Linked DNA regions of Mus musculus: all the other regions are linked to region 7. The links are chromatin contacts, called in public Hi-C, HiChIP or PLAC-seq and promoter capture Hi-C maps. All regions are on one chromosome and are shown on one strand. The core of a region is the stretch at or near the end of the contact, and the rest is flanking DNA. Distances in the headings are between cores, read along the strand shown.

Region 1 (2,996 bases), core at 485-2,984, 2.6 Mb before region 7:
AGGAAAGAGGCAGGGTTCCCCAACTCCACAGAAAGAGCATGCAGTTCAAATTCCCTCTGTGCTTTTAAACACAAGAAGGGCATCAGAGAGGAGTCATGGGAAAGATGCAGGCTCGGATGTCCCGGAGGGGCGGGGGGGGGGGGGGGGGTGTACCTTGACAGTCTGGCCCGTAGGTGCCTGGAAGACAGCACGCTTTCAGTGTGTGTACACAGAACCACTCAAATAGGTTGGGGTGCTCCTTCTTCCTGAGGGTTTTGAAATGGTCATTAAATCCCACGAGACGCTGGCCCGGAGGCACGCACGGCTCAGTGGGGATGCTCCAAGCCTTGGACAGTTTCAAACCCTAAATATAGCACAGGCGTTTTCAAACATATCAGCGGGGGAGTTGACTTTATAAGTTAGGTGTAGTAAGAGATCAGTAACTAACAGTGATAGCCAGACAGTAACGATGCGCTGAAGTGAGGCTTAACCACTCCAATTTTCACTTCTTAACTTCAGGCTGAAGCAACTAAGGACCTCAGGTGATTCGGGCTAGGAGGCACTGTCCACGCCCTCAAGGCTATGTGATGGGGGAAGCAAGGGTCAGGTGTGCACAGGACCTCCTTGGAAGCTTCTAAGAGATGGTGGCAGCGCAGGGGTAAATCGGGATGGGGATGTAGGATATTTCCTGCTTCTCTAGGTTCTCTACTGGGAAGATACTGCAAAATGCGAGATCAGAAGACAGGGTCCCAGGCACTCACAGTGTCTGCCACCAAGCCTCTAGCTGCTCCTCCTGCTGCTCCAAGAGTTGGTTGCACTCAAAGTCACTGCTGTCACACAGACCCTCCATGATCTCCAGAAGCCGGATCTCACTGAAACACAATCTGTCAGCACCCCAAAGCACCAGCACCCCAAAGCACCAGTCTGCTCACTTTACACATGTCCCTCCTAGAGACTACTTTAGCGAAGAGGAGAGTCTCTACAACCACAGGCAAGGTTAGTCAGTAAGGGGAGGCTAACCGGGGGGTGTGCAGCGGACCCAGGAATGGTAGGCCCCTCCATCCCTACAGCATGAGAAAGGGAGCTTATTCCATTAGTCAGGGAAGCCAGAAGTCTCTAGGAGGGCGAGGGGCTCCAGTCTGAGTTTCCAAAAGGCCCGTGTGCGTGTGTGTAAAAGCCTTCCAGTGTCTGTGCGCACAGAAGTGGCCGTAGGGAGTGTGGAAACCACAGACCAGTTGAGTGGCCAGAGGCAGGGACGACCATTGACAGGTGTCCACCACCATCGAAGGGGTTCCTCCGTGTGCCGGTGGTCTGCACCGACCCCAAGGTCTGACCACCGATTCACAGACCGCGACCGCACATCCTCGCACTTCTTGGGAACACTCACCTGAATTCGTACTTAGACAGCGTCTTCTCTTCCCACGCCGTGTTGCCGCCACCGAAATTCTTCCTGGCCGTGTTGGCCATCCCCTGTAGTGGAGGTGGCACCAGCTCGATGGGCTACCGTGAACCCCGCCGCCAGCCCCTGCCCCAGCGCCGCTGCCCCGGACCCCGCCGCCCGCCCACCTGGTTGAACTTGTCCACCAGCGTCCGGCATCTCTGGCACATCGTCGGCTTCCGGGAGGCTACGGCCCCGGGCGGCGGCAGCAGCAGCAGCAGCCCGAACGCGGCTGCAAGCAGCAGGTGCATGGCGGGAGGGCTGCCCGGCGACCCACCGAGAACTGCGGCGGAGTCTGAGCCTCCGCCCACCGGCCCGCGCGCCGGCCGTTCCCCGGGCTACTTGACTGCGTCGCCGAGGCCCCGCCCACCTTTCACCCCGCGCGCTTCTATTGGCCGGAGGAATCCCCCTTGCCTGATGTGGACCAATTGAGGCTCGCCACGAGAAGCCACCAATGAGAAGGCCCCGGGTCAGCGTCCCGCGAGAATGAGGCAGAACCGTAATCTTCTATCGGGTCCCCATGCCCCGCCCTCCACGAGTGGCCATCTTTTCTCCGGGCGGGAAGCGCCAGCTGCGGTCGCCAGCCTGGGCAATGGTGGCCATGTCAAGTTCGGGCAAAGACTTGGCTTCCGGGCCCGGTTTCCGCAGCCGGCTTCCTGCCTTGGTCAGTCTGCTCAGTTCCGCGGGGTCCTGCGGAGAGGAGAGGTTAGCGCGCGTCGCCGGGATTGGTGTACTCGGGCGGGAGGTGGCGAAGCTGGGGTTCTCCCGAGCGCGCGTGACGGCCTTTGAGTTCCTCAACCCGGGGATGGACCTGTCACTTAGAGGCTGAGCGTGTCCCTGGGGGCGGGACATCTCGCCCGAGGCCTGGACCGTTCATCCATCCTCCTCACCTGGCGCCCGGAGCTGTCATCCGTAAACAGAGCTCTACATCTGGGTCCTGCTCAGTGTGGTTGAGGGGGCCCCAGTGGTCGACATTTCCTCAGGGGCCTCAGGCAGTGAGTTCACAATGACCTTCCGAACTTTAAGTGACCTGAGGGAGGAGGAGGAGGAGATGTGGACTATGTGTATTTTAAAGAACATCTGATTGTATAAATAGTAACAGTTTAGTCTGGTCTTTGGTTTACAAGTAAGTTCATCTACACCAGCTAACACTTCCAGGTTAAAGCCACAATTTGAACGAATGATTCCCACAGTTCCCTTGGAAGCTTTGGAATCACAATGGACAGGGACGACAGGATCTTTGAAGGGTACCCCCTAATCTGAGATGCCCTCCTCCTCCACGCCACATTTGCGAAGAGTATAGCTTTTAATTTTTTAAAGATTTGTTTATTTTATGTATATGAGTACACACGGTAGCTGTACATAGGGTTGTGAGCCTTCATCTGGTTGTTGGGAGTTGAATTTACGACCTCTGCTTGCTCTGTGCATCAGATCTCATTACAGGTGGTTGTGAGCCACCATGTGGTTGCTGGGATTTGAACTCAGGACCTTCAGAAGAGCAGTATAGCTTTTTGGAGCTTGGCTCCTGGAGCTTAGCCATTAGCATCTCTTCTTCCCTGCAGCTGCCCCCATTCCTGTG
Region 2 (2,763 bases), core at 235-2,734, 2.7 Mb before region 7:
TCCCCAGACCCTGCGCCCTCACACCGCAGAGGGCTACCCCGGTGTCCCCAGTCCCCCCCACCCCTCCCGTAAGCCAGGCGTGGCGCGTGGCCGCCTAACAGTCGCCGGAACGCCGCACCACCTGCTCACCATCAAAGTCAGTGTAGACCGTGTCCTTGAGCACCGCGCCCGAGCCGAAGTCGATGAGCTTCAGCTCTCCCGAGCGCAGGTCCACCAGCAGGTTCTCGTCCTTGATGTCGCGGTGCACGACCCCACAATTGTGGCAGTGCCGCACAGCGGCAAGCACCTGCGCGAAGAAGCGACGCGCCAGCGGCTCGTCCAGGGCGCCTCGTTCAGTGATGAAGTCGAAGAGGTCCTGTGCCGGCTCGGGTCGCTCCAGCACCAACAAGAAGCCGTCGGGCCGCTCGAACCAGTCCAGCAAGCGGATGACGCCGCGCGCGCCGCCCGCCGCGCCCACCTTGCGCAGCAGCACCACCTCCAGGGGCACGGCCACTCCGCCCTGGGGGACAAGGCGGTCATCGGACAAAGCCAAGGCAACCCACACCCGCATGCCCCGCACCCGCACGCCCCGCACCCGCATACTTACGAGACTGCCCCACTCGGTCACCCGCTCCTTCACCACGTGCTTCACAGCCACCTGCGGGGAAAAGAGGGGGCGACACGCGAGCGGTCAGACGGGCGGCCGAGCGTGGCGATCGTCCACGCGGGTGCGCCCGGAGCCACGACTCACCGGGAGTCCGTCGGCGATGCGGCTGCCCGCGTAGACCGTGCCGAAGCCGCCGCTGCCCAGCACGGCGCCCACCTGGTACACCTTCTCGAAGCTCTCCTTGTCAGCCTTGGCTGTGGGACAAACAATCGGGTTGATGATGACCCAAAGCCACCCCCCGGCCCCCGCCCAGGCCCCCTCCCTGGTCCCCACACATACCTGGCTGTAGGATCTTCACTGGGAGGTGGTCCACGCCGCCAGGCCCGCAGAGGTGCGCCAGGGAGCCGAACTTGGACAGCAGCATCGCGGGTGGCCTCGCGTGCGGTGCCGCCTCTGACCCGTCCGGCAAGGACGCGGGAGGGCGGTCTTCCTGACCGCAGACAGCGCGGCGGATCCCACGGCCCCGAGGCCGAGCGCTCAGCGGGGCAGCCGCGCGGCGCAGTTGCCCGGTGGCCGCGCGAAAGCGCGTAGACGGCAGCTGGCCGAGCAGCTCACACGCCCCGGCCGCCTCGCCCCGGGGTTTTGGACCACGGAGATGTGTATCCTTCCGCGGAGGCGGGGCCGCCTGAAGCTCCGCCTCCTTCCGCCCGAGGCTCGCTTTGCGGTGTGGCTGTTTTGAGTCTCGCAGGGCGGTGCTGGGGAAGCCGGACGCTCCCTGTCGTTTCACCAAGGGCTGGTGGCGCGCGGGGACGACGACCCGTCCGGACTAGCTTGCCGTAGTAGAGTCGCGGAGGTGCACGGCGTTCCGCGGCTTTCACGGCGCTCTCACCCGCCCTGCGCACGCGCAGCTCGCGCGCGGGCGGCGGCCCCCTTATGTCTCCGGCAGCGCGGGCGGGGCCGCATAAGCCAATGAAAATCGAGGTTTTGAAAGGACACGGGGACTCAGCCAATGGCAGCGTAGGGCGGGGCCTTCCGAGCCTCGCCCCCCAGGCCGCGCTGAGGAAGGTCACTCTCCGGCTCCGCGAGTTACGCGTGTTGTTCCCTCGTTCTTCGTGGGCGTTTGTGGCTGGGGGTGTGCGAGGAGTCGGCCCCCTCTGAGAAGCGGAAGTCCGGGAGGACAGTCGTGCGGCCCTGAGGCCTACGCTGACACTAGCTCTGTGTGCGTCACCCGCTGCTCGCGCGCCACGATGCGCACGTGGCTGGGCGACAGAGAAAGCATTGCCCTCAGACCTCTCAACCCAGCCTCAGCTCCCTGGAGCACACCTTGAGTGTTCGCCCATCAGCTAGGCTCAGATCTCATGCTCCTAGCTGGGTACTTATGAGAGCCTCCTAAACCCTAGATCCTCCCTCCTGGGAACTTGTCCCTCTGCTCTAAGGCCATCTGACAAAGTGTCCCTTTAGCTGCTCACAACTACCAAAGGTCCTTTGTTGATGACTATTATGCCCATAGTTCCGTCCTGAGCAGCTCAAGTAGACACAGCCTACAGCAGTCTCCCTGTGTCCTTTTTACCTATACCTTAAGACACCAGTGAAATTAGACTCAACTGTTGTTGACCCCTGGCTAAGTCACTGACCCAAGAGCAACCCAGGACTTGGAGTTGTCATCTGTCATAGCTGGGTGAGAATGAGTTGAGAGCCATTGCTCCCTGGACTTCAGTTTGATGTCTAAACGATTCAACTGTCGTTCCTGAACTGCTACTACTTGGGGGATCTGGAGCCTGGCTTCCCACTGGCTTATCCATGTTCCTCCACTAACACCGCAATCCACACTTTCTCTCTCTGGAACCTTTCTGAGGCGCCTACTGCCTTGACACTATTTGGGGCCCACCTGGTTTCCTCACCCCCTTTCTGTCTTTGTGGCCTAGACCCTCAACAGTCTGGACACACTCAGGCCCTCGGAATAGGTCTCAGGTTCTTGGAGCTCTGTCTGGCTGTCTCCTAACATGCTTTCCAGGAGCTGACCACATCTGCCAAGAACAAAGCTTTCCATACCAGCTATCAGCAGGGTTTACAGGGTACCTGCTCAGGTGTGGGGGAGGGGCGGGGGTTGTCTGCCTGTGGGTGCTTTCAAAGGACCAGCTAAGAACCCAACAGGGCCTGTGCTCCTCCTGGCCAGG
Region 3 (2,898 bases), core at 260-2,759, 2.9 Mb before region 7:
TGGCATAGGGAGGGCCCTCAAATGGATACTGGACAATGTGAGCCCAGCCCATCCTGGGTCAACTTCTTAGGGTGCTCTGTGTGGCCCTGGGACAACTGGATCGACCCCTGGACCTTGCAGATGATGGGTATGATTCTCTAGCTTATACATCTCAGTTGTGCATGGACAGGTAGTGGGCATGTGACTGGGAATCCAGGGTCACCGTTGGGTGAGAACACTGCTTCCCATAGGTGCAGTTTGAGAGTGGATGCCCCAGAACACAGTGCCATACCAGGTTGACAGTCACTTACGCCCCCACCCCCCTGGCCCCAAGCTCTCCTCTGTCTTTTATTGATAAGCCCTGGGAAGGGTGAGCAGGGTCTCCTGCATTATGTGTCTATGGCCCTGGTGCTTTCTCTTGAGAAGGAGAATTCTGTGGCTCAACATCCGGGGCAAGGATGCAGCCATCCAGTCCATGTTCCACTTCTCCACTCCACTGCCACAGGTGAGTGGCTGTGTTGGGGTTGGAGAGCTTCTCCGCCCCCCCCCCCCCGCCGGTCTCTCTGGGGGTTCCTGTTCACAACCCAGGGTCCCTGAGATTGGGGGTGGGGTGGGCGACAGGAGCCACTAGCAGTGCCCTTTAGATGAGAGTCTGAGGCTCTGCTATTGTCCCTACAGACAACTGGAGGGTTTCTGAGCCTCATTCTGGGTCTGGTACTGCCCTTGGCCTATGGTTTCCAGCCTGATATGGTGTTGATGGCACTGGGGCCTGCCCATGGCCTGCAGAACGCTCAAGCTGCTCTCTTGGCTGCAATGCTTCGGAGCCCAGTAGGGGGCCGAATTCTAGCTGTAGTGGAAGAGGTAAACTGGGTAGGGTGGCTACGTTATATGGGTGGAAGGTGGGCAGAAACAACTGTCTCATTGCGGCGCCCAAACCCCACTCTCTCCGAGCCAGGAATCCATACGCCTGCTTGCAAGGAGCCTGGCGCAGGCATTGCATGGAGAAACACCTCCCAGTCTGGGTCCTTTCTCGAAGGCCACTCCAGAGGAGATCCAGGCTCTGATGTTTCTAAAAGCTCGGCTGGAGGCTCGCTGGAAATTGCTGCAGGTGGCTGGTGAGGCACACAGGGGCAAAGGCGACGCCCTACGTTAGAACTACGTGGAGCCAGCTTCACCAACGAGTCAACTTTGCTTTTCCAGCTCCTCCACCATAATAACAGTGATTGCCAGTCGCTTGAAATCGGTCAAGGTGGGCGATTCACACGTGAAAAATAGCACACTCGGGCCCCAGCGAACCATGGCCCGAGACCTACGTCCCGTCTGCGGCCCAGGCGTCCTCTACCTCCAGAACAATAAACATCGGCCAAACACAACACATCTCTGTCTCCGTTACTGAGTTCACTCCCATCAAATTATCCAAGATGCTAGGTTCTAGCTCTGAAAGCTGAGGCTGAGGCCTCGCCCACTTAGGGCGGGCCTGATGACGTATTTCCCGTGCGTCTCCTGGTGTTGTCTGCCGTCGCGTGGGTGTGACGCCAGAGCGGCGGGAGTCCCAGTTCGGGCGTCCCGGGCTTGCAGGCTGGTCATGGGGCGTACGCATTCGGTCGGTAAACTTGTCATGGTCCGGGAGAGCCGAGGACGAGCGCCAGGTGGAGGCTGAGGGCTGTTAGGGTCGCGGCGTGTGGCCTCTTGCAGTGCGAAACCTGAGACGCGGATGCCGGGTTGCCGGGTGTGGAGCCACGGGCGGTCCGCTTTTTGAGCCTGGCTCACCTACGGTGAGCTTTGGCCTTTGAGAGCATGAAGTGACTCCTAGGTGCAAAGTTTACCAGTCAGGAGGGTCCTGGGCTGAAAAGAGAGTGACTATGGCCAGCATCACCCAGCTGTTCGATGACCTCTGCGAGGCTCTCTTACCTGCTGCCCAAGCTCGCCCCGGCCAGCGCAGTGTGAACAGGAAGAGGGCGAAGCGGAGCCTTAAGAGGGTGGCCTACAATGCCCTTTTCGCAAATCTTTTTCAAGAGGACACCCATCAACGGCAGCCCGACTCGTCGAAGCTCCCCGTGAAAAACAAGGTCCTCATGCTGTCCTTCGATTTGAGGGTGGGGGGCTTGGGGCCAGAGGCTGACCGTTTGGAGGAGCTCGTGGAGAAACTTGAAGCAGCCCCTGACTGTCCTTTTGTGGAGGTAGCATCAGTGTTGGACCTCTTAGTTCAGCTGGCAGGAAGTGGCCCCCCTCAAGTGCTGCGTAGAAAACGGGATTACTTCTTTAACAACAAGCATGCAGGCCGAAACATACCCTACAGCGGCTACGATTGCTATGACTTGAGTGTGTTTGAAATGGACGTTCGGTCATTTATCTCTGGGGAGGAGAATTTGTGTCATCACACGGTCCAGGAAGCGCTTCAGGTGATGGAGGCTGCCCCAGGCACTGGCCTGCCCACCGTTGGGCTCTTCTCAATTGGTGACTCTTGTGGTGACAGGTTTGAGAGAGACACCAGGGTCTCCCTCTTTGGTGCACTTGTGCATAGCCGCACCTATGACATGGATGTGCGACTGGACCTACCACCTGTGCCAGACAGCGCGGACTTCTCTGGACTAGCCATCAAGGTAGTATTTCTTTCCCTTTCAGTAACCCTAGAGGTTTGGAAAATTCTTTTACCTGGTACTGTTGGCAAGCTTCTGTCCAAGCCTCAGGTGAGCAGACAGTCATGATGTAGAGGTGTTGGGGAGGATTTGCTGGCATCCTTTTGCACAGGAATGTCCTAGCTGCTCACCAGTAAGCAAAACACAACGTGCACCTTTCCCATCCTGTTCCTCAAGAGCTTCTTGTTAAGTCACTTCTCTAGTGCTGTTAGTTCAGAAATCAGATTAATTAAAATGAAGAGAGGCAGTGGTGGTACACACCTTTAATCCCAGCACTTGG
Region 4 (3,064 bases), core at 309-2,808, 3.0 Mb before region 7:
AGGGACAGACCGGAAGGACAGGAGGACTCTTTTACCCTCCAGCTTCCTGCCTTTTCTATTTTGAGCCCTACTCAGTTCAGAATACTGGCCTTCCCACAACTTTGTTATTAAAATATCTTTTTTTGTTATACAATACTTGTCTTTTAATATTTTTGATACAAAGTTTGCAGCTGTGTTACTGGATATTTTAGAGTTGTGTGTGTGTGTTGGGGGCCGTAGTGTTGAAATCACTGAATATTTTGGAGTCTCTTGTATGTGGGGGGAGGGGGCGGGGTTGCTGGTGGAGGGGAGAAGGTGATTCAACCAAGCCTGGCTGCTTGAGATGGGGCAAGTTCAACTTCCTTAAAGAAACAGTGAAGTCCTCAGATTTGTGAAGTTTTCAGGTTGGGGAAGACATAAGAATTGGGGCAGATCTCCAAAGCTGGGGAGATGTTGTTCCAAGCTGGCTCAGTCAGTCACGGGCACCCCAAAAGGCTCTCCACAGAGATGCCAGAGGAAATAGGAGGAAGTAGGCAGACGGTATTCAAGGAGGGCAAATCTGGAGGCTGGCGAGATGGCTCAGGGGGTAAGAGACTGCTCTTCCACAGGTCCCGAGTTCAAATTCCAGCAACCACATGGTGGCTCACAACCACCCGTAGTGAGATCTGACGCCCTCTTGTGGTGTGTCAGAAGACCGATACAGTGTACTTATGTATAATAATAAATCTTTGGGCCTGAGCGAGCAGAGATCCTAAGAATTCAATTCATAACAACCACATGAAGGCTCACAGCTAGAGTGTACTCACATACATAAAATGAATAAATAAATACATCTTTAGTTTTTTTTGTTTTAAAAAGGAGAGCAAATCTGGGGTGGAAGAGACAGCTATTCCAGGGTAGACATGAATGAGCTGGGGTTTGGGGACTAGTTCCAAACCTTGTCCTGAGATCGCCACCACAACTTCAAGGCCTGAAGTAGGAACCCTACGGTACTGTCCTACCCTATAGACATTTTGGGGGTCGGTAAGGCCAAGGGGCCGGGAAGGAGAGTAGAACATTCCATAAGGAGAACAGAGCGGCTAGGATTTGGAAGAAAGAATCAAGGTTCAGCAGCCCTCACCCTCGGGAACGGGATGAGCGCGTGGTCCCGCCTGTTGCCAATGGTGGTGCGGTTCCTTGCGCCCCGCCCATCTCCAAGAAGACACTTGAGGCCTCGATCTGGCCCAGGCGAAGCCACCCACTGGTGCCGGGCCGCGTGCGCCATTCAGTTCGGCCTGGGGCACTCCCGGGGTTGTGCCCAGCCTGAGCGAACTCCTCTGATGACGGGGCAGTGGGAGGTGCGGGGGAACTGGTGCCAGGAGACGAGACTGCAGCAGGCAGGGAGCGCGGATTGCTACTGGGCGCGAATCTCCAAGCAAAGCGGTGTGCATAAGTGGCTCTGAGCCGAGGGAAACGCGGGGTACGCTAGGGACGCCAGCCGCCCCTCCTTCCCACCCTCTACCCCTTAGTCTCGTCCCTCCCTCTCGCCCGCCCCTGTCCTCCCCGCCCTCCTTCTCCCCTGGCGGGGGCGGGGCCGGCGGCTCCCGCGCGCTCCGGCCCCTCCTCGGCCACACAAAGGCCCGTCTCCATGGCAGCCGCGCGGGCCGGAGCGCAACGCAGAGCGCGGCCCCGGCGCCATCGAACGACGGCTGCGGAGGAGCAGGTACGGCACTCGGGGACGGGAACTGTGGGGGCGTCGCGCAGGCCCAGGCTTCGCCGTCTCCGCCACTCGGCCTCGGCCTGCGCCCCCGGACGCGGGGGTCTTAGGGCAGTGCCGCTGCGCGGAGGGCGACGCGGGCCTGCGTCTTTGCCCCGCGTCTGTCTGTCTTTCCAATCGGCTGGGCCTGGCTGTTCCTGCCTCCCCGATTGGCGACGAGGCCCTCAGCGCTGGGATGCTGGGAGACTGTCCTGGCAGGCAGGGTTCCCACGACCCGGTGGAGCTGCACCCGACCCGGTGTAGTTTCAAACCCTCCTTCACGGCCGGCGTCCCTACCGAATCGATGGACCAGAGCAAGTCATCTCTGTCGTGCTGGACCTCCAGGCCCCAGTTCTCAAGCTAAGCTTGCTCAGACGCTGGGCTCTGCTGGGGCTTTTTACAGGGGTGCTCAACCAAAGCAGTGCCCACACCTTCTGGGACAGGGAACAAGAGCCAGAGAGAACTAACACTCAGTAGTAGTACCTGGTGAGGCCCCACGCCTCCCGGCAAGATCTCCGCAAGTTTCTAGTGTAGTTCGTTGTTGTGGTGTTTGGAGAGACACTTAGGATTCAGAGGGCTTAGAACTTGTGGGTGCTTTTACACAGTCCAGTCCTTCACTTCCATATACCTTCTTAAGGGAGATTCATTGCTTCCTCTGTTTCCTGCTGTGTGGCAGGTTTGTGTGTGGGTGGGTCCTTTCTATCTGGGGTCTTCTGAGCCTAAGAATCCTAGAGTTTCTGGCCACGTCACTTAATTCCTTTTTCTAGTTCCTTGGAGAAGGCAGGAAGGGAGATCGGATTATGGCCACCATGGTGGTGGTGGTCAGAACTGTAGCTGAAGCCAGGTCCCAAAGCCAGTGTCACGTTCTGATGAACGGAGGCCCTCGGGGGCCCTCATTTGCCTTGGGGAGTGCCCCCCTCTAACGTCTCTCTTCAATTTGTATTGATGATTTTAAAGCTGAATTTCTCAGACTGCTCACAAACACCTAGAGGGTGGGAGCTGTCAGCCTGATCCCACACCCGGATGCTGTCTTGGAACATAGGGAATGTCATCAGAAAGTTGGACTGTCGCTAGCATGAGTCCTTGCTCTTTGGTCAGGAGGTGAAGTTCCTAGGAAGGTAGAGCCAACGCGTGAGTTGTTTTGTGGAATGTGCCAAACCTTATTGTGTTGTATGGAAATTGCTCGAGAAGACTAATCACCAGGTAGACTACAGAGCCTCGGCCACCTAGTCGCTCACACCCTCCCATGGAAGTGGGGAGGCCTGAGGACTGGCCAGAGGTTTCTAGCCCCAGGATCTGAGGGAAGTTACTTAGAAAAACAAGAGTTTGGAATGTGAGTTCCCCCCTCCC
Region 5 (3,089 bases), core at 431-2,930, 3.0 Mb before region 7:
TTATTGTGCCCCTTGATCACTCAATGAGAGCAGCAGTCATTTCTAGTACTATCGCAGCTTCTTGGGGGTGTGTGTGTGAAGAACCCAGGAGACCAGTGCAGGACAAGACACACTGGTTAGAAGGGGCAAAAGGTGTAAGAGCCAGCACACTTTGGTCCCTGCACATTAGGGACTTTGTACATTAGGAATGGTGGACAGACTTGGCTCCCTCTTACTGGTGAGGCTGGGGATTGTCCCTAGAGAAAAGATCTGTTCTTCCTCAGGGATTGGACAGGATATGGGAAATAGCTTTCCTTCCTGACTAAGGCGAAAAGGCAACTTTAGCCCAGGATACAGCTCATGTGTCATGTCTATGTCCTGAATCTTGGACCGCCAGAGATCTGAGTCTGGCAACTGGTCCAGCGGTGGAGGTTGGGGCCGGGGGTGGGGTGGGGGGGTGGACCTAGAAGGCAAGAGCCAAGTCCAAAGTTGGGGGATTGGGAGCGGGAGCAAACCCAAATACATGGCCCTAGTACCAAAATCTGGTCTAGATCAGTCCCCTACAGAAAAGGAGGGGAACTGGGGAGCTTTTTGGGTGGTATGGGTGGGTGTCTGGAGGCCTCCCAGGGCACGGAGGTCACAGGAGCCAGGCAGATGTAGTTTGAGTGTTGGCCCTGAGCTTGCCCTGCTCGCTCTTGTCAGTTTGCGGATGTACCACATCACCAGCAGCAGCCCAGGTGTAAAGTTGCTCTGGCTAGCCTTGAGCTGCTGATTCATGGCAGCAGGCAGGCAGGCTTGGAGGGAGGGGGAGAGAGGGGGTTCTGGGGATCTTGTTACTACTGGTCAAGCCAGTGAGATCCTGGAACAGACTTTGGTTACTCAGCTCTGGGAGGGATGTTGGCTTGACCCTCCAGGAGCACCTGGTTCAGGTCTACACGGGACCCCAGAGAGAATGAGCACGTAAGGATCCCCCCTTTTTTTCGGGGACAGGCACACTTTTAGCTCATTCTGGGCTTTAAAGACCAAGCTGGACAACAGGTGGAAAGCACAGAGACCAGTCCTGTCCAATGCTTGAAGCGGCCACTCCACATACCAGATTGGGGTGGGTGGAACAGAGGTGTGAAGGAGTCTTAGAAGGGCCGATAGGATAGGACCCATCCCTCTGGATCTTAGACTGGGAAGTTGAGAGCCAGTGGCCACAACAATGGGGCTGGGGAAGCAACCTGAGACGTTTGGGAGACTGAACCAAATCCCTCCTCCATATAGAAGGAGGCGAACGGATCAGCCCCAGGGGCGGGGCATCCTTGGGAAAGACGGGGAGTTGAGCCAGTAAAAGGAACCATTTGGGATGGGGTATGATTGGTGTATGGGCAGGTGGACCAGACCTGGGGCTTGAGTAGAACCTGGTGGTCTCAAGTTGCCTAGAATGGGTCCGACGTTCTGGGAGGACAGGAAAGGCTGGAATTAAGAGAGGCACCTGCTAGGACCCAAGGGCCAAGAAGTCTAGCGAGGGTGTAGGCTGGCCAGGGTGTTTCAACGCCTCCTCTCATCTCAGGTCGAGACTGAGCTATGGAGCAGCTCTCCCCCACAACCCCCCCTTTCCAAGCCTTCCGCCCAACCCCGGAGGCCTCCTCGGGTTTCCGCAGGGGCCGAGGGCAGGCGGGGGTGTCACGTGCTCAGGGCCTGGGGGCCGGTTGGTCAGTGGGCCGGGAGGGACCACTTTGCGGGCCAGAGACAAGGGTCGGGTGGGAGTTGGCGGTTATAGAGAGTTCAGGGTGGCGACCCCGAGAGAAGAGCCCGCAAAGGAAAATCTCAGAGGCGGGCAGGCGGGTAGCCGGCGCGGAGTACGCCCTGCCACGCAGTGACCCGGGGCGCGCGGGCGGAGCCCCTGATCCCGGGTCCGGTCCTGGGGCGCGGTGCTCCGGCTGGGGATGAGCTCCCCGCCACCCGCCCGCAAGGGCTTTTACCGCCAGGAGGTGACCAAAACGGCCTGGGAGGTGCGCGCCGTGTACCAAGACCTGCAGCCCGTTGGCTCTGGTGCCTATGGTGCAGTGTGGTGAGCGTTTGCCGGGCGGGGCGGCAGGCAGGGCAGGAGGCAGCTGGCGATTACGGGGCCGGTTCGCTAGCCAAGCCGTCCGCCCCGCAGCTCTGCAGTAGACAGCCGCACTGGCAACAAGGTGGCCATCAAGAAGTTGTACCGGCCCTTCCAGTCGGAGCTGTTTGCCAAGCGCGCCTACAGAGAGTTGCGCCTCCTCAAACACATGCGCCACGAGAACGTGAGTCTAAAGCCCGCCCCAGATGCGGATATTGTGCGCTGGCCTCTTCTCATCCTGCCCTCCCCTGCAAATCCTGCCCACAGTCTCTGCTTCCAAGGGCCTGGTACCTCCTACCTAGTTAGCTCCCAGCTTGGGTAAACTTTCAACAACTTTCAGGAGGAAAGCAGAGGCAGAGCCCAGATCCCTTTCTGGGTGACACTACAATTTCAGCCTCTTCTTCAATTGCTTGGTTTCACCTTCGGTCCACCTCTACCTTCGCAGCCCAGGCAGTGGTCAGGTTATGGTCTAGGCCTAAGGATTCCTCAGGTCTCACTCCAAAACCTGATTGGACAATCAGGTTGGTGTGAGGAGGGTTTTCCTGGAAGGGGTACTTCCTTACCCTACCCTAGTCTCCCTTTGCCCACCACCCGAGTCTTCTATTCCAGACATACAGGATCCTAGGCATTCAGGGCAAGGCAGGATACTCGAGGTGTGCAGCCTTGGCTCTATCATCCCAGAGCCTTGGGTCTCTGTGGATAAAGGGATTTACGGAGCAGAGCATCGCCATTAGTGTTGTGGGTGTGTATTTCTTCACACCCATACAGAAGGCATCTCCTTTCCCGTCCTACCTGCATATGGCTACTCCTAAGCCTCTTGCATCACCATTGCTAGCCATCAGAGCATTCCTCCCAACCAGGGACATTATTGTTATTGTTGTTGTTATTATTATTATTATTATTATTATTATTATTAGATATGGTTCTTCCTGAACCTGTGAGTTCTGTCCCTCCCACTTCTGTTCTGTACAGCTGCCCTAGTCCTGATGTTTCAATCCTCCTGGATCATCAGAGTCAA
Region 6 (3,100 bases), core at 572-3,071, 2.7 Mb before region 7:
TTTTCAAGGCTCATCCACCCATACACCTTGAACGTTGGGTTGCTTTCACGCTTTTTTTTCAAAAACAAAATCCCAAACGTTCTATTTTACCAATGAAGACTCAGGAGCCAGATGTTGGGGTGAAAGCCTGCTACTCAGAGGGGCCAGGAAAGCACCCCGCTGACATTCCCCCTCTGCCAATGTCCCAGAGGAAAAGAACCCCCTCTCCTTCTCCATGCTGTCTAAAATACCCTTCAACTCAAAGTCTCTCCTTTCTACTTCCTGTGTTTCCCTCTGTTCACTCCCTGTCAATCAGTTGCCTGTTCCTTCTCTTGACCTATGGTTGACTTATTTGATCCTGCTTATTAAAGTTCTCAGAGCAAAGGTGTGCTCTAGGGCTGAGCCACACCACAACAAGAATCAGGTTTTTCCAGTGCACAGTCTTGGGGTTCATGGTGTGATCAAATATCTTGCAACTCTTCCATGCCCGTGACCATGGCTGTGTGCAAGCCCAGCTGGGCAGTGAAGCATCTGAGTATCTGTAGAGGTCTTCAGATCATAGCCCTAAAAGAGGGATGGCTGGACCACACCATTCTGTGACCTGAATTTGTCCCTACAACTGGAATGTGGGAAGCTTGGTTCCCAATTGGGTGATGCTGAGAGATGAGGCCCAAGGCATGGACCTCAAGGATGGATTGATGCCATTAGCATGGGGTTGGTTTCCTGGCAACGGGACTAATTTGGATCCTTTTCCTGCTCATTGACTTCTACCCCTTTCCTGTCCTTCTCTACCCACTTCCTCCTCTCCCTTGTCTCTCCTCCTTTGTCTCTTGCCTTCTGCTTTCTACCCTGGGCTAACAGAAAGCCCTGACCAGATTCCTGCACCCCCAAATTAGACTCTCCCTGGCTTTTAGAGCTATGAGCCATTGCAGTTCTGCTTGTGAATGACCAGATCTCGGGATCCATGCTGGAAATGCCCACCACAGAGGGGCCCATAGGAGCTTGTGATTAGCCATGCAAATCATGGCAACCACCCTGTGGTTGGTTCATGTTCACCGTCACTTGCCATTTCCATTTTCTCACAGCCATCATCTCTGTGGATATGAAGTGGCATCTGACTGTAGATTTAGACCGCAGTCCCCCAAATCTCTCTTGACTGATACCCCTTCCTGACCCCAGCCCAGCTCATGTCTTGCTGAGTTGACTCTCATCACCCCACCCCCACACGCAGTTGGACTTGGCTGGAGAAACCTGCACCTTCTGTTCTAATCTCCCCTGGCCAAACTCTAGCATCCCGCCCTGCCTGTCCTCTCCCGCTTAACTTTCTCCTAGCAGGATCCCTCTCCAGTCACCGTTTCCCCACCAGTATTACAAACCCACTCTCCTGTTAACAGGTCTCCGTTGACCACCAGCTGCAGGACTCCAGACAGAGCAAGCTCCGTACGGTGTGTCAGGCTAGCTTTCACACTGCCTCTGTGGCCAGTACACAGTTCCTGGACCCACCCTCTTGGCCCACCTCCCTTGGTAGACCTAGGACTCCAGTCAGGGTCTCTATCCCATAACAACCATCCACCTTAATTAAGACAGGCTCTCTCACCAGGACTTATTTAAGCTAGGCTGAGTGGCCATTGAGCCCTAAGGAGCTAAGGAGCTTCCTCCTGTCTCTGCACCACCACACTGTTTTTGTTGTTGTTGTTTGGTTGTTTGGTTGTTTTTCTTCACATGGATGCTGGAAGGTTTAATTCGGAGGCTTGTGCTTGCTCACCAAAAGCTGTATTAAGTGAGCCACGTCCCAAGCCCCTCCTTCTCACAGTGGTGTCTTTGATGTGGCCCACTGAGGACACATCCTATGTTTGCCCTTATGCTCCAGTGTTTCCCACAGCATCCCCTTTTGCTCCAGTGATAGGTCCAGCTCTGCTCAGGAGCTGTCACCAAGTTCTGGGCTTATCATCCCCTATTTTTTACCTTACCTATCAGGCTAAGGTCAGTGTCCAGCTCTACCTCAGTGCTATATGAGTGACTTGGTTGACTCAACATCCATTTATTATCGTGCAGTTTGAGTGGGTCTGAACCTCAGCTGTGGTTTAGCTGCCTCCCTTCATCTTGAGGTGCCCACAACCAGGTGTCTGTTGGGCTGCGGTGGTCTCAAGGGCTATAGGACCTAGTATGGAATGGAAGGCAAACTCTCATACAAGTTTTTGCCTTCAGGGTCCTGGGAGCAGTGAACTTTTTGGGTGAGTCATTAGTCCATTTCCCAGAACAGCTCTAAGGACCAGACACTCCGGTGTCTGCATGCATACACACCTTCTGATCCTGTCCCTGTGGGTCACTGCTGGCTGCTGGCGTGAGGGCTGTATGTTCTGGGGTTCTAGATGCTCACACTACAGAGGTTCCTGGGGGCATTGTGCTGACAAGCCAGGACTCGGTTCTCTGAGGGGACTATGGAGACTCAGAGCCCTAGTGGAGAGAGTGGTGGTGAAGCTGAGTGTAGTGGTGTAGGACCAGAAAAAAGTGTGGGGGAGGAGGCTGAGGGCAAAGTGACTCATTCTCTCTCTCTCTCTCTCTCTCTCTCTCCCTCTCCCTCTCCCTCTCCCTCTCTCTCTCCTCCTCCCTCTTCCCCTCCCTCCTTGTTCCTCTCCCCCTCTCCCCCCTCTCTCTCTCACACACACATACACACGCACACACACAGACTGCTACCCTGCATGGGGCTCACTGTGGCCCATGAACAGCTGCAGCTTTGTGTCTTCAGAAACAGGAGGCGGCAGCGGCCTCAGCCACTCCAGACACCCAGGCGCTGCTTGCAACCCCAGAGTTAATGTGCTAAGCATCCTGGGCTGGTTCTTGTTTCCCCCACACATGGCCTCTGCTGTACAGGGCCACCGTGCAAGGGACCTGGGGTTTTCGATGAGGACCCTGGGGTGGGGCAGGGTACCTTCATGTACACAATGTCATTCATTCACTCTCTCAGTCTGTCATTCACACTCATTCATTCACTCTCTCTCATTCTCTCACACTCATTCATCATTTGTTCACTCACTCATTTATTCACTTACCCTCATTCATTCACTCATTACTCATTCATTCACTCATTACTCATTCATTCATTCATTCATTCACTCAT
Region 7 (2,857 bases), core at 265-2,764:
CACTATCTATGGCATCAAGCTTGGGGCTTCAGAATTCAAATGGGGGAGGGGGGTACACTTCAGTCCGAGGTAGGCACTGCAGGATCCTGGTTCTCACTAGTGAGCTATAATTCACACAGGTGGCCCTCCTCAGGTTCTTTAGTATTTTGTGGACCGTGTGGCTGTGTCTTCCTGGATGGAACTCCTCTAGGACTAAGGTGGAGTCCAGTCCTCTTGGTATTAAACACTTACATATAAACACTGCATTAATTTCCAGGCGTGGTGGCTCATACCTTTAATCTCAGCTCTTGGGAGGCAGAGGGAGGTGGATCTTTAAGTTTGAGAGTCTATAGAGTGAGCTCCAGGACAATCAGGACTACCCAGAGAAACCCTGTCTCAAAATAATAATAATAATAATAGTAATAATAATAATTAATAATAATAATAGCCCCTGCTGCCCTTGCCCGACACAACCCCTCACCAGTAACAGAGGCAGCATCATCAGCAATGGCAAGAGGTTTCTGAAGAAGTTTCATGTCCACATTCCCCAAGCCTCATCCCGATAGCCGTGAAAGGAAAGAGCTGGGACAGCCATTGCTTCAACTAACAACTGAGCTAGGTCAGGTCCAGCTTGCTCCAGGGTGGGGCTAGGATTCTGCCTGGGCCTAACCAACACTCCAGGGCTGTCAGGGAGCCTACCATTGGGCTGGGCTTCCAGGAAGCAAGTGATTCATGGTTGTCCCTGCCCTGCAGATGGACACAGGGCACCGACAGGATCAGACCTGTACCTTAGCCCTCTGGTACCAGGCACAGGCAAGGTAGACTTGGCCAGCTCCACCCCAGTCTGCAACAGCAGGAGAGCTGAGGGGGAGGGCAGAAGGCTCTCCTGTCTTCTTGAAAGCTGACTCCGCTGTGAGGCTTAGCTCTGTCACACCACAGAGCCCTGCACTCTTGGACCAGTTAGCATCTCCGAGGAGACTCTTCCTTGGTCAGATGTGAACAGATGCTATCACGCAACCAATATCTGAGTAACACATTATGCACAGAGACCATTTTAGACACTGGAGACCCAGTAAGGGACAAGCCCACATGCCCATGGAATTTTCACAAAGATGGGTAGATATGCAATGAGTGCAGTGCTGAATTTTGCCCTGCTGTGTCTTGGGATGCTTTGGCTGGGGGAGACGGAGTCCAGGAAGACCTCCCTGAGGTGGATATGTTCAGCTTGTCCCATGTTAAGCTGCATCAAGAGCAGCAACTCCGGTTCCCTAGGCCTGTTTGGGAGGGTACAGTCAGGTGACTGATAAGAAGACGCCTTCTCCCGTCTCTCTGGTGGCTGTAGACCCACAACCATCCACACATGAAGCTTCCACTCCCCTGGAAGGTAACCCCTGTCCTCTCCATCCTAGCCTTCCTTTGCCTACTGGGACTAACCTGCAGGACTCTTGCTAGCCGCCAGGAGACCAAGACCTAAAAAGAGACGGATGCCCAAGGTCAAATCGCTCCTGGGCGCACACCAGCAGTTCCACGGCCTCCTATCGCCTGCCCAGGACCGCCCGGGCAACATTTCTGCGCTGCTGGGACTCCGCCCGTCCCTTTGCAGCCCTCCCTACCCCGTCGCTCGTGCAGACCCAGCAGGACCCAGGGGCAGCCAGAGCGACAGACTAGTGTCTTTCAGGGCACCCGGCCGCTCCGACCGCCCTCCCCACAGCCAGGTCCCTCAGTCCCCTCCTCTGACCCCTCCCTCCCGTTCCTTCCTAGGCCTTTTCTGCTCCTCATCCTAGGCTCCCTAGACTCCTCTGTTTCTGATTCTTCTCTGGCCCCAAGTCTAGCTTCTCCTGTCCTCACCCTGGTCGCCTCCTCCCGGGTCCCCGCCACCCTCTCTGCGTACCGGGTGACGCAGCGCCGCCTCCCGCTCCCGCCTCCCCGCGTCACCGCCGGGCAGACTGCAGGGGCCGCTAACGGTCCCGCGCCCCCCCCGGTGTCCGCGCGCCCCGCGCCCGGCGGACGAGGCCGCGCCGGCGGCGATGGGGGCAATGGGGGCGGCGGAGCCGCTGCACTCCGTGCTGTGGGTGAAACGGCGACGCTGTGCCGTCAGCCTGGAGCCCGCGCGGGCTCTGCTACGCTGGTGGCGGAGCCCGGAGCCCGGGCCCTCCGCGCCGGGTGCCGGTAAGTGTGGCCATCCCGGGCTGGTGGGGCCGGCGCTGCATCCACCCCGGCCTGCGTAGCCCGAGCGCTCCGGGCAGGCTGGGATGGGGCGGAACTCGGAGGGAGGAGACCTGGGGCACGGGGAGAGGCGCCCGGGATACCGAGGCGCGGGGAATCCGAGACGCAGAGCCCGGGTGCCGGGCGGTCTAAGTACTCCGCGGCCTCTGGCGGGGAACCGTCTGGGTGCTGAGAGCCCAGATACTCCTGGAACTGGGATGACAAAGCCTCTGGAGGTGCTGGAGGGGGAGGGGAAGAGCGGACGTCCACAGCCCCCCACCCCCCATCCCGGAGCATCCGCGGGACCCTGGGGGAGGTCTGTTGCTGGTGCTGCCGTCGGGATGGCGCTGGCACACCTGGACAGGACTGGTTTCTGGTCATATTCTTCGTCCAATACAGTGAACCCAAGTACATACACATGTTTCTCTATGGGAGAAGCCCAGAGGGGCCCTGGCAGGGACTTCCTGCGATTAGGCAGTTGAGCAAGGGCCTTTGACTTTCCGATGGAGTGTACACCCTGCTCAGCCGCCCTCAGGGTTGAAAGAGGAGTAGCTTAGGCCAGCATGGGGAAAAAACGCAACCCACCCGCAGTGACTGGGAATGGTGCAAGGACACTAGAGCCACTCTCCCCGGTGCTTTGCTGCAGGTTGTCTGGTGGCCGACGGATTGGCGG

The links. Promoter capture Hi-C pulls out the DNA fragments that hold promoters and counts their contacts. A called contact is a pair of places that touch in the nucleus more often than the background predicts. HiChIP or PLAC-seq counts read pairs in DNA pulled down with a chosen protein or histone mark.
Region 1: a promoter capture Hi-C map of hippocampal neurons shows a contact between it and region 7, with 4 times the contacts expected there. The contact joins the promoter of Creld2 here to the promoter of Cerk in region 7. A contact is called at or near these places in 7 of 39 promoter capture datasets (the 3T3-L1 cell line, the C10 cell line, cranial neural crest and 3 more) and 2 of 115 datasets of contacts at active chromatin or transcription factors (astrocytes and large pre-B cells).
Region 2: a promoter capture Hi-C map of pre-B cells shows a contact between it and region 7, with 4 times the contacts expected there. The contact joins the promoter of Pim3 here to the promoter of Cerk in region 7. A contact is called at or near these places in 8 of 39 promoter capture datasets (the 3T3-L1 cell line, 3T3-L1-derived adipocytes, the HPC-7 cell line and 4 more) and 1 of 115 datasets of contacts at active chromatin or transcription factors (epiblast stem cells).
Region 3: a Hi-C map of B cells shows a contact between it and region 7, with 6 read pairs. The contact joins the promoter of Tubgcp6 here to the promoter of Cerk in region 7. A contact is called at or near these places in 5 of 39 promoter capture datasets (the 3T3-L1 cell line, 3T3-L1-derived adipocytes, embryonic stem cells and 2 more) and 1 of 484 Hi-C or Micro-C datasets (B cells).
Region 4: a promoter capture Hi-C map of the C10 cell line shows a contact between it and region 7, with 6 times the contacts expected there. The contact joins the promoter of Plxnb2 here to the promoter of Cerk in region 7. A contact is called at or near these places in 5 of 39 promoter capture datasets (the C10 cell line, cranial neural crest, embryonic stem cells and 2 more) and 1 of 115 datasets of contacts at active chromatin or transcription factors (large pre-B cells).
Region 5: an H3K27ac HiChIP or PLAC-seq map of large pre-B cells shows a contact between it and region 7, with 5 times the contacts expected there. The contact joins the promoter of Mapk12 here to the promoter of Cerk in region 7. A contact is called at or near these places in 1 of 39 promoter capture datasets (pre-B cells) and 1 of 115 datasets of contacts at active chromatin or transcription factors (large pre-B cells).
Region 6: a contact with region 7 is called in a promoter capture Hi-C map of trophoblast stem cells, with 10 times the contacts expected there. The contact joins the enhancer-like site here to the promoter of Cerk in region 7. A contact is called at or near these places in 5 of 39 promoter capture datasets (the 3T3-L1 cell line, 3T3-L1-derived adipocytes, hippocampal neurons and 2 more) and 1 of 9 other capture datasets (embryonic stem cells).

The regions. Positions count from the first base shown.
Region 1 is chr15:88,818,384-88,821,379 of GRCm38.p6, reverse strand. It overlaps Creld2 (cysteine-rich with EGF-like domains 2), which reads right to left and starts at 1,734. Exons shown (of 10, transcript NM_029720.2): 1 at 1,546-1,734; 2 at 1,367-1,449; 3 at 741-851; 4 at 154-245. The coding sequence starts at 1,668. It overlaps Alg12 (asparagine-linked glycosylation 12 (alpha-1,6-mannosyltransferase)), which reads left to right and starts at 2,062. Exons shown (of 10, transcript NM_001142357.1): 1 at 2,062-2,122.
Region 2 is chr15:88,860,915-88,863,677 of GRCm38.p6, reverse strand. Pim3 (proviral integration site 3) reads right to left here and starts at 1,484. Exons shown (of 6, transcript NM_145478.2): 1 at 926-1,484; 2 at 731-840; 3 at 587-637; 4 at 130-499. The coding sequence starts at 1,010. It overlaps Gm33049, which reads right to left. Exons shown (of 3, transcript XM_006521646.3): 3 at 1,172-1,845. The coding sequence ends at 1,198.
Region 3 is chr15:89,121,761-89,124,658 of GRCm38.p6, reverse strand. It overlaps Tubgcp6 (tubulin, gamma complex associated protein 6), which reads left to right and starts at 1,509. Exons shown (of 25, transcript NM_001163319.1): 1 at 1,509-2,582. The coding sequence starts at 1,842. Hdac10 (histone deacetylase 10) reads left to right here. Exons shown (of 20, transcript NM_199198.2): 16 at 71-127; 17 at 406-484; 18 at 658-840; 19 at 935-1,094; 20 at 1,180-1,356. The coding sequence ends at 1,193.
Region 4 is chr15:89,179,282-89,182,345 of GRCm38.p6, reverse strand. Plxnb2 (plexin B2) reads left to right here and starts at 1,558. Exons shown (of 38, transcript NM_138749.3): 1 at 1,558-1,681. Dennd6b (DENN/MADD domain containing 6B) reads left to right here. Exons shown (of 20, transcript NM_027081.3): 20 at 1-133.
Region 5 is chr15:89,139,294-89,142,382 of GRCm38.p6, reverse strand. Mapk12 (mitogen-activated protein kinase 12) reads left to right here and starts at 1,680. Exons shown (of 12, transcript NM_013871.3): 1 at 1,680-2,035; 2 at 2,126-2,255. The coding sequence starts at 1,911.
Region 6 is chr15:88,843,277-88,846,376 of GRCm38.p6, reverse strand. No RefSeq gene overlaps it. Among named protein-coding and RNA genes, the nearest start is that of Gm23144, 9.5 kb to the right of the region's middle. Within about 2 kb of position 1,821, at least 75 of the 459 cell types and tissues checked have an H3K27ac peak or open chromatin away from gene starts, as enhancers often do. A contact at or near this core is called in trophoblast stem cells, where this site is marked.
Region 7 is chr15:86,184,798-86,187,654 of GRCm38.p6, reverse strand. It overlaps Cerk (ceramide kinase), which reads left to right and starts at 1,514. Exons shown (of 13, transcript NM_145475.4): 1 at 1,514-2,148. The coding sequence starts at 2,007. It overlaps Gm15569 (predicted gene 15569), which reads right to left and starts at 1,927. Exons shown (of 3, transcript NR_155352.1): 1 at 1,871-1,927; 2 at 1,414-1,449; 3 at 459-1,003.